3 separate regions of the Rattus norvegicus genome follow, and regions 1 and 2 are each linked to region 3. Evidence: chromatin contacts called from public Hi-C data. All regions are on one chromosome and are shown on one strand. Each heading gives the region's core, a stretch centred on a gene start, on an enhancer-like site or on the middle of the called end of the contact. The rest is flanking DNA. Distances are from core to core; before and after follow the strand shown. Region 1 holds the start of Them7 (thioesterase superfamily member 7). Region 2 holds the start of Ccdc73 (coiled-coil domain containing 73). Region 3 holds the start of Eif3m (eukaryotic translation initiation factor 3, subunit M).

The links. Hi-C and Micro-C count contacts between places; a contact is called where the count stands out from the background.
Region 1: a Hi-C map of Schwann cells shows a contact between it and region 3, with 4 times the contacts expected there. The contact joins the promoter of Them7 here to the promoter of Eif3m in region 3. A contact is called at or near these places in 2 of 12 Hi-C or Micro-C datasets (the A7r5 cell line and Schwann cells).
Region 2: a contact with region 3 is called in a Hi-C map of the A7r5 cell line, with 1.8 times the contacts expected there. The contact joins the promoter of Ccdc73 here to the promoter of Eif3m in region 3. A contact is called at or near these places in 2 of 12 Hi-C or Micro-C datasets (the A7r5 cell line and Schwann cells).

What each region holds. Positions count from the first base shown.
Region 1 is chr3:112,118,731-112,122,995 of GRCr8, reverse strand. Them7 (thioesterase superfamily member 7) reads right to left here and starts at 2,059. Exons shown (of 3, transcript NM_001144862.2): 1 at 2,025-2,059.
Region 2 is chr3:111,735,648-111,739,840 of GRCr8, reverse strand. It overlaps Ccdc73 (coiled-coil domain containing 73), which reads right to left and starts at 2,070. Exons shown (of 17, transcript XM_063284943.1): 1 at 1,843-2,070.
Region 3 is chr3:111,894,434-111,898,446 of GRCr8, reverse strand. Eif3m (eukaryotic translation initiation factor 3, subunit M) reads left to right here and starts at 1,254. Exons shown (of 11, transcript NM_001168523.1): 1 at 1,254-1,359; 2 at 3,620-3,752. The coding sequence starts at 1,318. It overlaps LOC134486134 (a long non-coding RNA gene), which reads right to left and starts at 1,133. Exons shown (of 2, transcript XR_010064865.1): 1 at 995-1,133; 2 at 158-643.

The DNA of each region.
Region 1 (4,265 bases), core at 810-3,309, 220 kb before region 3:
AATGTTGAGACCCTAAGAAAAGCCAAAAGATCAGAGAGCAATTGAGCCTGAGCCATCTAGGGGGAAAGGCAAGGACAGAGGACAGAGAGAGAACAGACATGTGTCCTCCAGGTTACACTCAGCATTGCAAACCCTTTTCTGGGTTGACAAATTCCAGCCCCAATAGACAGTGGGGGTGGGATGTTCTCCAGAAGAACAGCAAATAAAACTGACTCCTCCCTCCTCTCCCTCTCCCTCTCCCTCTCCCCTTCCCCCTGCCTCCCTCCTCTCCTTCTCCCTCTCCCCCTCCCCCTGCCTCCTCCTCTCCCTCTCCCTCTCCCCCTCTCCCTGCCTCCCTCCTCTCCCTCTCCCTCTCCCTCTCCCCTTCCCCCTGCCTCCCTCCTCTCCTTCTCCCTCTCCCCCTCCCCCTGCCTCCCTCCTCTCCTTCTCCCTCTCCCCCTCCCCCTGCCTCCCTCCTCTCCTTCTCCCTCTCCCCCTCCCCCTGCCTCCCTCCTCTCCCTCTCCCTCTCCCCCTCCCCCTCCCCCTGCCTCCCTCCTCTCCCTCTCCCTCTCCCTCTCCCCTTCCCCCTGCCTCCCTCCTCTCCTTCTCCCTCTCCCCCTCCCCCTGCCTCCCTCCTCTCCCTCTCCCTCTTCACCTCCCTCCCTCCCCTCTCTGAGACAGGCAATAATCAAATTAATGAGATCATTCCAAAGGGTGCTTTAAACAGAGCTTCATGCGGTCAGGGAAATGGGCCTGTGAGCTGAAATCCGAATAAGCAAAGGAGTAAGGGAAAGGCAGAGGGAGCAGAAGTACAAGACCTGGAGGCCTCGGGTTAAATGCTGACTAAGGGTTTAGGAAAAACTTTATGAAAATTTAATGGTCTCAAAATTCTAGCACATAGTAGGGTGAGCATTCTTTTCTTAAGAGTGTAAGGAACGAAGTGCTAAATAGAAGCTTCCTCTTGGCTCTGAGTGAGGGCGCAGTAGAAATGTAAGCGGGAATGTTCAGAACTTGTATTTATACAGCTCAGAAGGCTCCTTTGGAAAGTCTTTCATGTCTTGGCTCTTTAAACTTTTACGATATAGGCTAAAAGCCCGATAGAATCTTTGACTTCCAGTCAGTTCTGTATTGTGAGACCGTTTCCTCAGGACTTTAAGAAAACTTCCCTTCTGTAGGGATGTAATTTAGCCTCCTAGTTTGAAAAGAACATGCCAAGTACCTCTAATTGCAACTGGTTACATGTGTGTCTGTGGTTAAGGAGGTGGGAGTACAGGAAGGTGGTTACTTGTTTGTTGTTTTTTCAATGAGCCTTTTTTGTATGATTAGAACTGGAAAGGGGGGGATACATCGTGCATAATTGTGCAGTCTTCTTGTCTTCAAGGTTTAATGAATGAGTGTGTAACAGCTGCTTAGATCTCATTTCTAACATCACTACAATCTACATTCGGTCTAGGCTACAAATAAAGTTGAAAAGTGCACCGGGTTTTGCAGCCCCTGGCTCTGTGAGTCTGCACACATTGAGAACAGTGCAAGTCTCCTTTCAGTGGACAGAATTTCTTGGGGATGCTTCAGGCTGCTGGCCATATTTCTCCCTAGGCACTTATTAAAACCAGGTGTGTGGAAGGCCAGCTTTCAGGGACACAAAAGCGTTCGTGTTACCCAAAGCTCCCCCTTCCGGTGTGTTTCCTAGAGGCGATCCCTGAGCTGAGTCTGGGAGAAGCAGACAACTATTTTGGCTGAACTATTCTGGCTGGGCTATCCGAGGGCAGGACAAACAGGGGCGACCATTGGCGGGGAGGGACCTTCTGGACACAAGGGGGAGTGTCCCCTAGCCTGCGCACAGTACAAGACCCTAGAGCCGCAGCGCCTGGCGGAGCGGAAGACCAAGTGCAGACGGGAAGCCACCAAGCCAAACCCCAACCCCAACCCCAACCCGGGCGGGTCACGCGGCATGCGTCCCGGGAGCGTGGGGGACGCGGCAGGAGCCGACTCCTTAGTTGGTCTATCGTGCAATGGCTCTGCAGCCAGGGGCCGCAACGCTTACCGTCGGCCGCCGGTTGCTCCCGACTCCGGAGATGGGGGTGGGGTGTGGGATGGGGGACAGGGAGGGGCCCGGTGAGGTCAGGTTGCAGGTGACGTGGCGGCCTGAGCGGCCTTTGCCCTGCCTTCTTCTCAATGGCAGGCTGGGATTCCCAGCAGATTTCTTCTGCTTGGGTCAAAGAACAAGGTCCTCCTGTGTTTGGTTTTGCTTTTCTTTTTCCCTAACTTCAGGTTATAAAAGCCCTTTCCCTGGCTCTGTGTAACCTTCTACCCTCATAGCCCTTGCTTTCTGAAGGAGGATCGTGAGTTTCCAGTGTCTGCAGGAAAAAGACAGCAGGCCAATCAAGATTAGAAAGCTCTATCATCAGCTTAAATGTCTGACAATAGAGTTTACCCGATGGTTGCCAGGTAACTTCTGGGCGTGATGCTCTGACCTGTGAAATAAAAGCTGTTCTCGGCCTTTATGCCAGTGTCTACTGAAAAGTAACCAGAGAGAACCTCAGATTCACCCAGCCCTGGTGATGGGGGACAAAACTCAGTCCAAATCAGATTCCCAAACCCTCAAAATAGGTAGGGTTGGGGGTCTAAAACCTTCACTAAAGCTGGTGCTCTGGATTAAGACAGAGGAAATTCACATTTCATCACACTTGTAAAATTACACTGTACTTTGAAAATCATGAGACCTGGCTCAGGATTTGACTTTACTGAAATGGTACCTATATTTCTTTGGGGAGTCCTCCCAGAAACTTCTCAGCAAAGTGAAAACATCTTTAAAACAAAACCCACGGAGGGAAACACTGTTAAGTTTGGCTCCCGAATGAATGTGCCTCGTTTCAAAGAGTTGTGGATTCTTTTTTACAAAATTATGCCCAAACTTTATCTCCCTCCCACTGTGTAACACCCTAAGCACGTCCTCATGGTTACACAGGTGGATTACACAGGTGGGTTACACAGGTGGATTACACAGGTGGGTTACACAGGTGGATTACACAGGTGGGTTACACAGGTGGGTTACACAGGTGGGTTACACAGGTGGGTTACACAGGTGGATTGTGTGTATATGCTCCACTAATCTTGAGCTGTCTGTCATTCGGAGCCAGGCATCCGGTACATTTTTCTTCTTCTTTCCTCCAGCCTCGGTGGTGGTCAGAGCTTTTGTACCTATAATGTGGTATGCTTACTCCAGGAATGTGGTAACTTCCACACTACACAGAATGATCTGGTAAGCTTTTTAAACTAACCCACACAGAGTTCCAGGATCTCCAGCGTGCCTGTATAGAATGTTTACTTCGTGGAACATCTAGGAGTTGATGGCTTTCTTAAAAATAGTTAAGTGGCAAATATTTTACCAAGACTATTTCACCAAAACAAAGAAATGTGCTGGAGGAGAAGGGATTTCACTACCTGTGAGAGTGAAGCAAGAAAGAAGGAGCTTGGGGCCTTGGGAAGGAGAACGCCCAGTTTGCCCACCAGGCAGAGGGACAATGGTGAGAGGAGAGCCCAGGGGCAGCAGTGCAGTGGGATTGGAGAGCAACCCTCCCAGGTGGGTTCAGTGATGGTCTGGCGAAACATGAAAGTGTAGTGGGTTTGCTTATTGAGATGCTCTGTAGCCAACAAAAAGGGACCCTAGGGGTAAACGAACAATTGCATAAAAGACCAAGCAAGTAACCAGAACCTAGGCATGCTATTCCTGAACAGTCTTAGAGCTGTGATAGGAAAAGCTGTCTTGGTCGTCTTTAACACTGCACAGCTCAGCAATGATAATGTCATGGCAGTGGAAAGAGTAACTAGTGATCCAGCCAAATTTAAAACAGAATTGCACCAAAGGTCACAGGGCACAAAAAGGGTAACGGGAATGAATATGCTCAAAATACATTATGTACATCAATGGAAATGTCATAAGGAAGCCCAAAAATGAATGATTAATATACACCAGTAAATTAAAAAAAGGAAAGGGGGGTTGGCAAAATGTCCCAGCAGGCAGAGAAAGGCATTTGTGCAATCCCTGGAACCCAGGACTGAAGGGAGAATACCAGCTCCTGTAAACTGTCCTCTGCTCTCCACACATGCACAGTGATGCCCATGTGTGTACACGCTCATGCAAACACACACACACACACTCACACACACACACATTTACAAACCGTCCTCTGCTCTCCACACATGCACAGTGATGCCCATGTGTGTACACGCTCATGCAAACACACACACACACACTCACACACACACAATTACAAACTGTCCT
Region 2 (4,193 bases), core at 821-3,320, 160 kb after region 3:
TTTTGATGAAGCATCTCACAGGATTAATGCTCCTTGGAACACATAACTGTCTTGGGATACATTAAACAATGCTTACTTCACACTTGGTTCAAAAACAAAACAAAACAAAAAATAAAGGAATTGTCAGAAGATTCAGGAAAAAGATCTAGAACTTTTGCTGGATATTTATACACTTCTATGAATTTCTGCAAACTGCTTAAAGTGTTCTGCAAAATGACATTTGTACAAATAAGTTTAAATGTTTGTACCAGTCAGGTTTCTTATATATTGAGTGTGGGCCTTAGGAATTTGGGCACACCTGACAGCTTTAGTTAGGTTAGCATGAGCAGTGCTTAAGCACACAAGTTCCGATTCTGGCTGTCATTCACTGGCAATGAAGTGCCAATAAATGGTCTTTGTTGTTATTTAATCTTTTTCCTTATGTGGTATAAGGAGAATAAAAAGCAATGTCCTGGGGCCCAGAACTTTAATGATTGAGAAATGTGCATACATAATCCTTTGGTCAGGTCATGGCATGGTAAGAAGCACTCAGCATATGATCAATATTCATTACTGTCACATTGACACTAGCACAGCATCAGTCTGCTCATGAAGCGCTGAGCTCAAGAAACTGAAAACACCATGCTGCCGCCTGGTGGACGCTATGATTTAAAAACCAACACAGTAATTACACAGACTCTCGAGTCATGAAAACACACCTCAAAAGTCATCCAATTATATAATTGATTTTCCAAAAATACATTAACAACCTCAGACCAACCCATAAACCAAGGAGTATTGTCAATAGTCAAACTGGCTGAAGAGCTGTTATGGATTAGAGAGTATGTTCTACTATACAACACAATGTTTGCTGATTTTGAGGCTCATGTTTCTTTTCTCCTTAAGATATAAAGCAAAGGTAGTCATAGACATTTGTCACAACTATGACAAAAGAGGAAATAGTCAAATATTATCGAAGTCCAATCCCTCTCTATATGGATGACTCTTAATGGACTCCACATGGTCAAAACAGAAGGCAATTAATACGAGTTCCCTTAAACTCTTTGACAGTTCACTCACTTTTTCTTAAAAATTCAACGTAAGGTAGAAGATCGAGATAATGTATGAATAATTTAAACCCAAAATTCAATTTGGCATCATAGGGATTAAGAAAGCAGTTTTATTTGTTTGTTTGTTTTGTTTTGTTGTGACTTTTTTTTTGGTTTCGGGTTGGGGGGTGTTGTTTTTCTTTGTTGTTGTTTGAGATAGGATCTCTGGATAGCCTTGGCTGTCCTTGAACTACCCTGTAGACCAGGCCTCGAACATACATCTACCTGCCTTTGCCTCCTGAGCGCTGGGATTAAAGATGTGCGCCACCACTGCGGGGCCGAAGACAGAAATTTTATTCCCAGCAGATTTCCATTTAAATCTGTCTTTAAAAAGCACACGTGAAGAATGAATAATATTGTCAAATCCCTGCATTCCGAAGCTAAGCAGGAGGATAAAAGAGTTGGACGTCCTCCTGCACTACAAATCAAGACCTTGTCTGAAAACTCAAAATCTAACAGAATAAAATTACCAGAGGAATAATGGAAAATCTAAAAATTTCCTTGAATATTTACATACTTCCATGACTTGAAGTTATAATTTTTGCCCTATGCTCGAACTGTTCTGTAAATACCCACCAATTCACTGGGTTTTTTAAATGTGACAAAATTCTGACCAGCCGACTTCATTAAAACTTTTGACAAGTGTGTCCAACACTATAACGCTGTGTTCATAATGTAAAAATGGGTTCAAACAAAACCAAACACCCTAAAGCACACAACCCTATTAAGAAAACGCAAGAATCATATTACCAACCAGTAAACCTGATGGGTGGTGCGTCTCGTGGCGGAAGATTCTAGGAACACCTGACAGGAGACTCAAGGACGACCAGGCCCGGAGAAGTCAGCATGAGGATTTGGTGGGACACCTGAGCTCCAGGGCAACCTTTATAATAACACTGGGTGGAAGTGTTAGAGCGACTTCCTAAACAGCGCTCAGCACGGAAGTTGAGTTACCTCAGGGAAGACCGCTTAGTACTCAGCATTTCCGGGTCATCTTTTCCTACCCAAAGGTGCTTCCGGTTTTCAGTCTGCAATTGAGCCGCCACCTTTAAGGACTTGGAGAGGACTATATTAGCCCTTTGTTTGTTTGTTGTTTTTCTTTGTAGCCCTGTATCCCTGGCTGTTGTGGAACTCACTCTGTAAGCCAGGCTGCCCTCAAAAACAGAGATCTGCCTGCCTCTGCCTCCCGAGTACTGGGAATAAATTATGTGTCACAACTGCCCCCAGTATTATTTGGGGGCAGAGAACGGGGTAGGACAGTGTCTTACTATGTAGCCTTGGCTGGCCTGAAACTCACAGAGATGCTCCTACCTATCCCTGCATCCAAAGTGCTGGAATTAAATAACTATGCTGCCATGCCCTGCTATATCATTTTAAACAGTCTTCGGGACGATTTAAAAACAAACAAGCAAAAAACAGTTATTTATTAGGAACAATGAACGCTGTGAGAATAGGAAAGGGGTGCCTAGCCGTTTAATACCTTATGACTTGGGATGCTTTATGTGTTTGATGTGCATAAACGTGTTATTCCTCGAGAAGACAATGTTGTTTTTTATTTGTTTTTTAAGTGAAATACTAAATAGGAGGAGAAATGTAGGTAGCAACATGATGGCTTTGCGGGTGAAGTCACCTGCTGCCAGACCTGATGACCTCTTAGAAATCTATTACAAGTTGTCCTCTTACCTCTTCCTGTGCCTGGGAGAACAAGACAGGAAACAATGATGGGGAAGAAGAAAAGAAGGGATAAGAAAGGGAGAAAGAGAAGGAAGGAGGGAGGGAGGGACATAGATAATTTTTAACTTTAAAGAAAAAGAAATTCTAATCATACTGATGATTGCACCTCTTTTCTATTCTGAACCTAACAATATAATTCACTGTTGAGAATTTATTCCATACAACTATTAATAAAGTATGTTCCAGGCCTACAGAGCTTGTCCATTCTACCAAAATCTGAAAGAACTCTGATCTTAAATGTCTAACCATACTATTACTAAAACATATTTAGGAGTCAGAAAAAAATGACTCAGTGGTTAAGGGCACATACTACTTTTGCAGATCTGACTTCAATTCCACATGCAGTGGCTTGCAAGCAGCTGTAATTTGAGTGCCCGGGAGATTCCATGTTTCTGGCCTTCCCAGGCACTTGCCCTAATTTGCATACATATGCACACATAATTAAAAATAAAAACAAATATTGAAGCTGGAGTGTTGGCTCAGGTGGTTAAGAGCACTGTTGCTCTTGCAGAGAACCAGAGTTCAATTCCCAGCATCCACATAGCAGCCCAAAGTTGTCTGTTAACTCCTCCAATCCCAGGACATCCACACTTCTAACTTCAGTGGACATCAGACATGCACAGGGTACACAAATATATATACAGGTCAAAACACTCGTATACACAAAATAATGCCAAAAACACTAGGGCTAGAGTTACCGGTGGTTTAAGTCATCCAACATGGGCACTGGAAGTTGACCTTGAATCCTCTGGAAGGGTACGGCATTCTTTTTAATGCTAAGCCTTCTCTCTGGCCTATGAGATTATCTATCTTTAGTGGTAGCTCCCTGTTGGTATCTGGAGTTGGTTCCTTTCTGGTAACCTTGCAACACCCCCAAACTGAGCCAATTCCTCTGGGATAAACTCTGGATTTTTTCTCCTGCTTTGTAAAATTCTGTTTCATATTGCTATCAAATGTAGAAATGTCTGACTACTCCCATCGCTTCTAATAACTTCTATCCATGTTTCTCCAGACTATTTCCAAGATACCATGTCTGAGTGCTGTAAGCTAGCTTCCTGCTCTCCAAACTTTAAATTCTCAACTTATGACTATTTGTACTTGCCTTAAACCATGTTTGAATTTTTTCTTTTATATTCAATGAGTGAACACAGAAGACAGATGTCCTTATAGCTTCTCAGGGAATAACAAATCAAACTTAACAAGTTATAACATGGGATAAACTGTATTTTCTCAGTCAATAATTGTGACAAATGAGCACAATTATTCCTGCTGCAAAGAATATTTAAATAGCTTGATGTTAGCTTAGCAATGCCAACAAAGAAGCTTGCTAGTCTTTGTTATAACAATTCTGCTTTATTCTTGTTTGTATCT
Region 3 (4,013 bases), core at 5-2,504:
CCTTACAGCCTCTCCCCCTACCCCTCAGAAATCTGCTCCCCTCTGTTCAAGCAGTCTCTCTTTTTTTCCTTGCTCATCCTACTTTGTAACCCAGCATTCCAGGAAGATTGCCTTAGTTTGCTTCCCATTGCTGTGATAAAATATGGCCAAAAATGACTTGGGGAAGAAGGGTTCACTTTATTGGACAACTTTTAGGCTAAGCTCCATTGCTTAGCGAAGTCAAGGCAAGAACCCAAGGCAGGAGCCTGGAGGTGGGAACTGAAGCACAGGCGTACTGTACTTACTGCTTACTGACTTTCTCCTTGTAGCTAGCTTGGCTTGCTTTTCAATACAACTCAGGGCCACCTACCCAGGGTGCCACCACCCACAGTGGGCTAGGCCCTCCCATGTCAATCATTAAAGAAGAAAATACCTGACAGGCCATTTAATGGGGGCATTCTAGCAACTGTGGATACCATGTGTATATTCTCTAATAAAGTCTGTCTTTACTTTTCAGCCCACTTTTAAATTGCATTTCCCCTTATTGTTGCATTTTCAACGTTCTTGGTCCTCCATGGCTCCAAGTTCTGCATCCAGATTCAATCAACTGCACACTAAAGTATTCTGGAAACATCTGTACTGAATATGCAGACTTTGTCATTCCCTAGAAAACAAAGAACACAGAATTTACATTGGATTGGGTATTTTAAGTGTCCTATGCCATTTTTATATAAGGGTCTTGAGCACCATAGATTATGGCATCCTTAGAGAAGGGATCCTGGAATCAATTCCTAACAATACTGAGTAACACCCACTGAGGTATGTATTCTGGATAAGTCCTTACTAGTTAAGTGGGAGCATTCTTTGAAAACTAGTCACCCTTAAGTAGCTAGAAACACTGCCTAGCAAATGGACCAGCAAACTGGGTTGAAACATAACAGAAAAAACCCAAAAACTTCCAAGGCTTTAGGGGAAAGGAGCCATCTGGAAAGCTCCCAGAGTCGTCAGAACTCACTAGGTTCCCGAAGCTTTGGCCGAGGTAGGGTCCCATAGCTGCCTGAAGCACAGTTTGACCCGCAGGCAGCCAGCGGGCAAAGGACACTTCAGCCCAACCCACTTTTGGGGAGAGGGAAGGGTTTCAGGTAAGAGCCGGGCAACAGCTAAAGCAGAGAATTAGACTAGAGGCTGCGGGGAGGAAGTAGAATTGCGGGTCCCGCCCACGAAACCCGCCCCATCAGGCTGACCCGGAAGCGGTTGTGCGTAACACCGTGTGGTACCGCTCCTTTTCCGGTCGGCGTGGTTCTGGAGCGGAGCGTCTTCCGCAGCCAGGCCTTCACCATGAGCGTCCCGGCCTTCATCGATATCAGCGAGGAAGACCAGGTGCACGTTGCGGGACCCGCGGGGCGGTGGGTGCGGGAGATGCCCGGGACCGAGCCCATGAGGTGGGAGCGCGCTCTCCTAACCTGGGTCTCGGCGCGTGCGCGGCCGACGGTCCGGACGCGGGCCCGGTGGGCGTCGGGACTTATCCGGAGTCGCAGATGTCGACCCAGAACTTTCCGCGGACCCGGAACGGTGTCTGCGAAGTTCGCGTGTAGCCGGGAGAAGCAACTTTGAGCGTCTAAATGTGGATGTTAGTGGGCCACAGGCGAGAGTGGCCTGTATTTTACTTGTTGACTCGTGTTTTCTGTTCCCATAATCCCACCTGTCAGTCCCAAACCCGCTGTGAGGCAAAAGCATCTGGCCGGCCATCCTGGACACTTTGAAGTTCACTAATTGGGGTTTACACTAAGGTGTACAAGACAGATGACTTCTTGTTTTTCTTGTTACAGAAGTTTAATTGCTGGGATGACAGTCTTTTAATTTTCTATAACCAAAATTTTTGTCGTTTGCATTCTCACGCTGACAGAAACTTAGGGTTCCATATGTTAAACAAGAAGGAGAGGAAGCTATGCACACATAGGATACAAGAGTATTTGATAGCAATGGTAGCTAGAGTTCCCAGGAATTAACTAGTATTTATCTATCCAGGGTATGAATAGAGACTTTCTTGTCATTTGACCACATTGTCGAGTGTCTTGTGGTCAGCAAGAATGGTATAAAAACATTAAGCGTTTACTAATTCTTAGAAAAAGGTTTGTAAAGCAGGAAGTGAACAAATGCTTCCTTTAAATCTTGGTTAGATTATATATTTGTGTCATAAAGAAAAAAATGATTTCTTGTGTTTTGTTCTTTCTAATATGACACAAGTTTTCAAAATAACCTTTTTTATAATGCCATGCCACCTTCTATATGAAATTACTGTGCTATTGTTTGGAAAAATAATTCCATCAGATCTACGGGTTTGTTTGGTTTCTGAGGTAGCTAAATAAATTTGTGGGATTAAAAATGTTGGTTATTTCCCCCAAGGTTCTTTTGGCTTTATTCAGATAATTTGACATCCGTGCATTTTCTATCCCCTCCTCCTGCTTCCCCTTTTGACTTTTGGGAAATGTTTCACTATGGTTTGTTAAACCTTGGCTGGCCGGGAACCTATAGAGATCTCCCTGCCTCTGCCACAAGGTCTGTGGCCACAGTTGTGCACCACTTCAGCCTGCCTAGCACTTCAGCCTGCCTAGCACCTCACCCTGCCCATCATCTCACTGCCCAGCACCTCACCCTGCCCATCATCTCACTGCCCAACACCTCACTGCCCAGCACCTCGCCCTGCCTAACACCTCACTGTCCAGCACCTCACCCTGCCCAATACCTCACTGCCCAGCCCCTTGCCCTGCCCATCATCTCACTGCCCAGCACCTCACTGTCTAGCACCTCGCCGCCCAGCTCCTCATCGCCCAGCACCTCACCCTGCCACCTGTGCGTTTTCTAAAGGAATACTTTATACTCTACTGTTTTAGGTTTTTATTGTATTAGCTGTAAAAGTCATCTACATTTATGTTTCACTGTATGAATGTCAAACCATCAAAGGAAAAAGTAACTAAAGATCATAATTAGGAAGTAAAGTAGGAAACATCCAAATGATTTAATTTAGTAATTATTTTGATAGTACCAAAAGTGCTTTCCGACTCAGAGAGCCACGTTACATTTTAAGATACTTGTTACACACTGCATCCAATTTGATACACAAACATTTTAATGCAGGCTGCACTGACAGGCATTATCTTTTTATATTGGTATCTCCCAAAATGCTTGTGTCAAATGGCTCTCAAGTTATTAGGAAATGATTAGCCTATTGTCTGGATGATGACTGATTTTTAGTAGTGCTATTTATATATACATTAGACAGCAATAAAAATTTCATTTATTGGGAAAAAAAACCCTTCGACTTTGCCAAGTCAGATTGACTTCTCTTTAGTCCCCATCCTTCCCATTGGAAACTACTTAGGTTAAATAAGGAAGAAGCATTTGCTACAGACTGGAAGTCCAGTGGATACAGGTGACTGGAAACCAAATGTGATCTTTGTGAACTGTGTGCCTGCATGGACTTTGTAGATAGGGGGGAGGAATCAACACAATTTGAGGGCAATTGAGTTAGCAGTTGGATGTTAACTTTGCAAGCAGGGAAGATGGGTTTGACATTATGTTTTGTCATGTCAGTTTTACAAGTGGATTTAGAGATTTAGCAACCCTGTTTGATTCATAGGCCGCTGAACTTCGCGCTTATCTGAAATCAAAAGGAGCTGAGATCTCAGAAGAGAACTCGGAAGGTGGACTTCATGTAGACTTAGCTCAGATTATTGAAGCCTGTGATGTGTGTCTGAAGGAAGATGATAAAGGTTTGTTTTAATTCTTCAAAGTATTTCTTACTAGTTCTCATAAGAGAACTCTACCTTAAAATTTTTCTTGTCAGTTATATACTTTGGTTTGAGACTTTTAAGATTTTTTAAGCAGTGTGGAGGGGAAAGAATACAATAAAAAATGCATTATGAAAATATTTTTTAGTTAAATATTTTCAAGCAGTTTTTAATGTAATCTTTTCATATAATTTCAGGTTTTTTTTTCTGTTAGACCTGTAAAGCAAGCCATTCTGCAGAAAC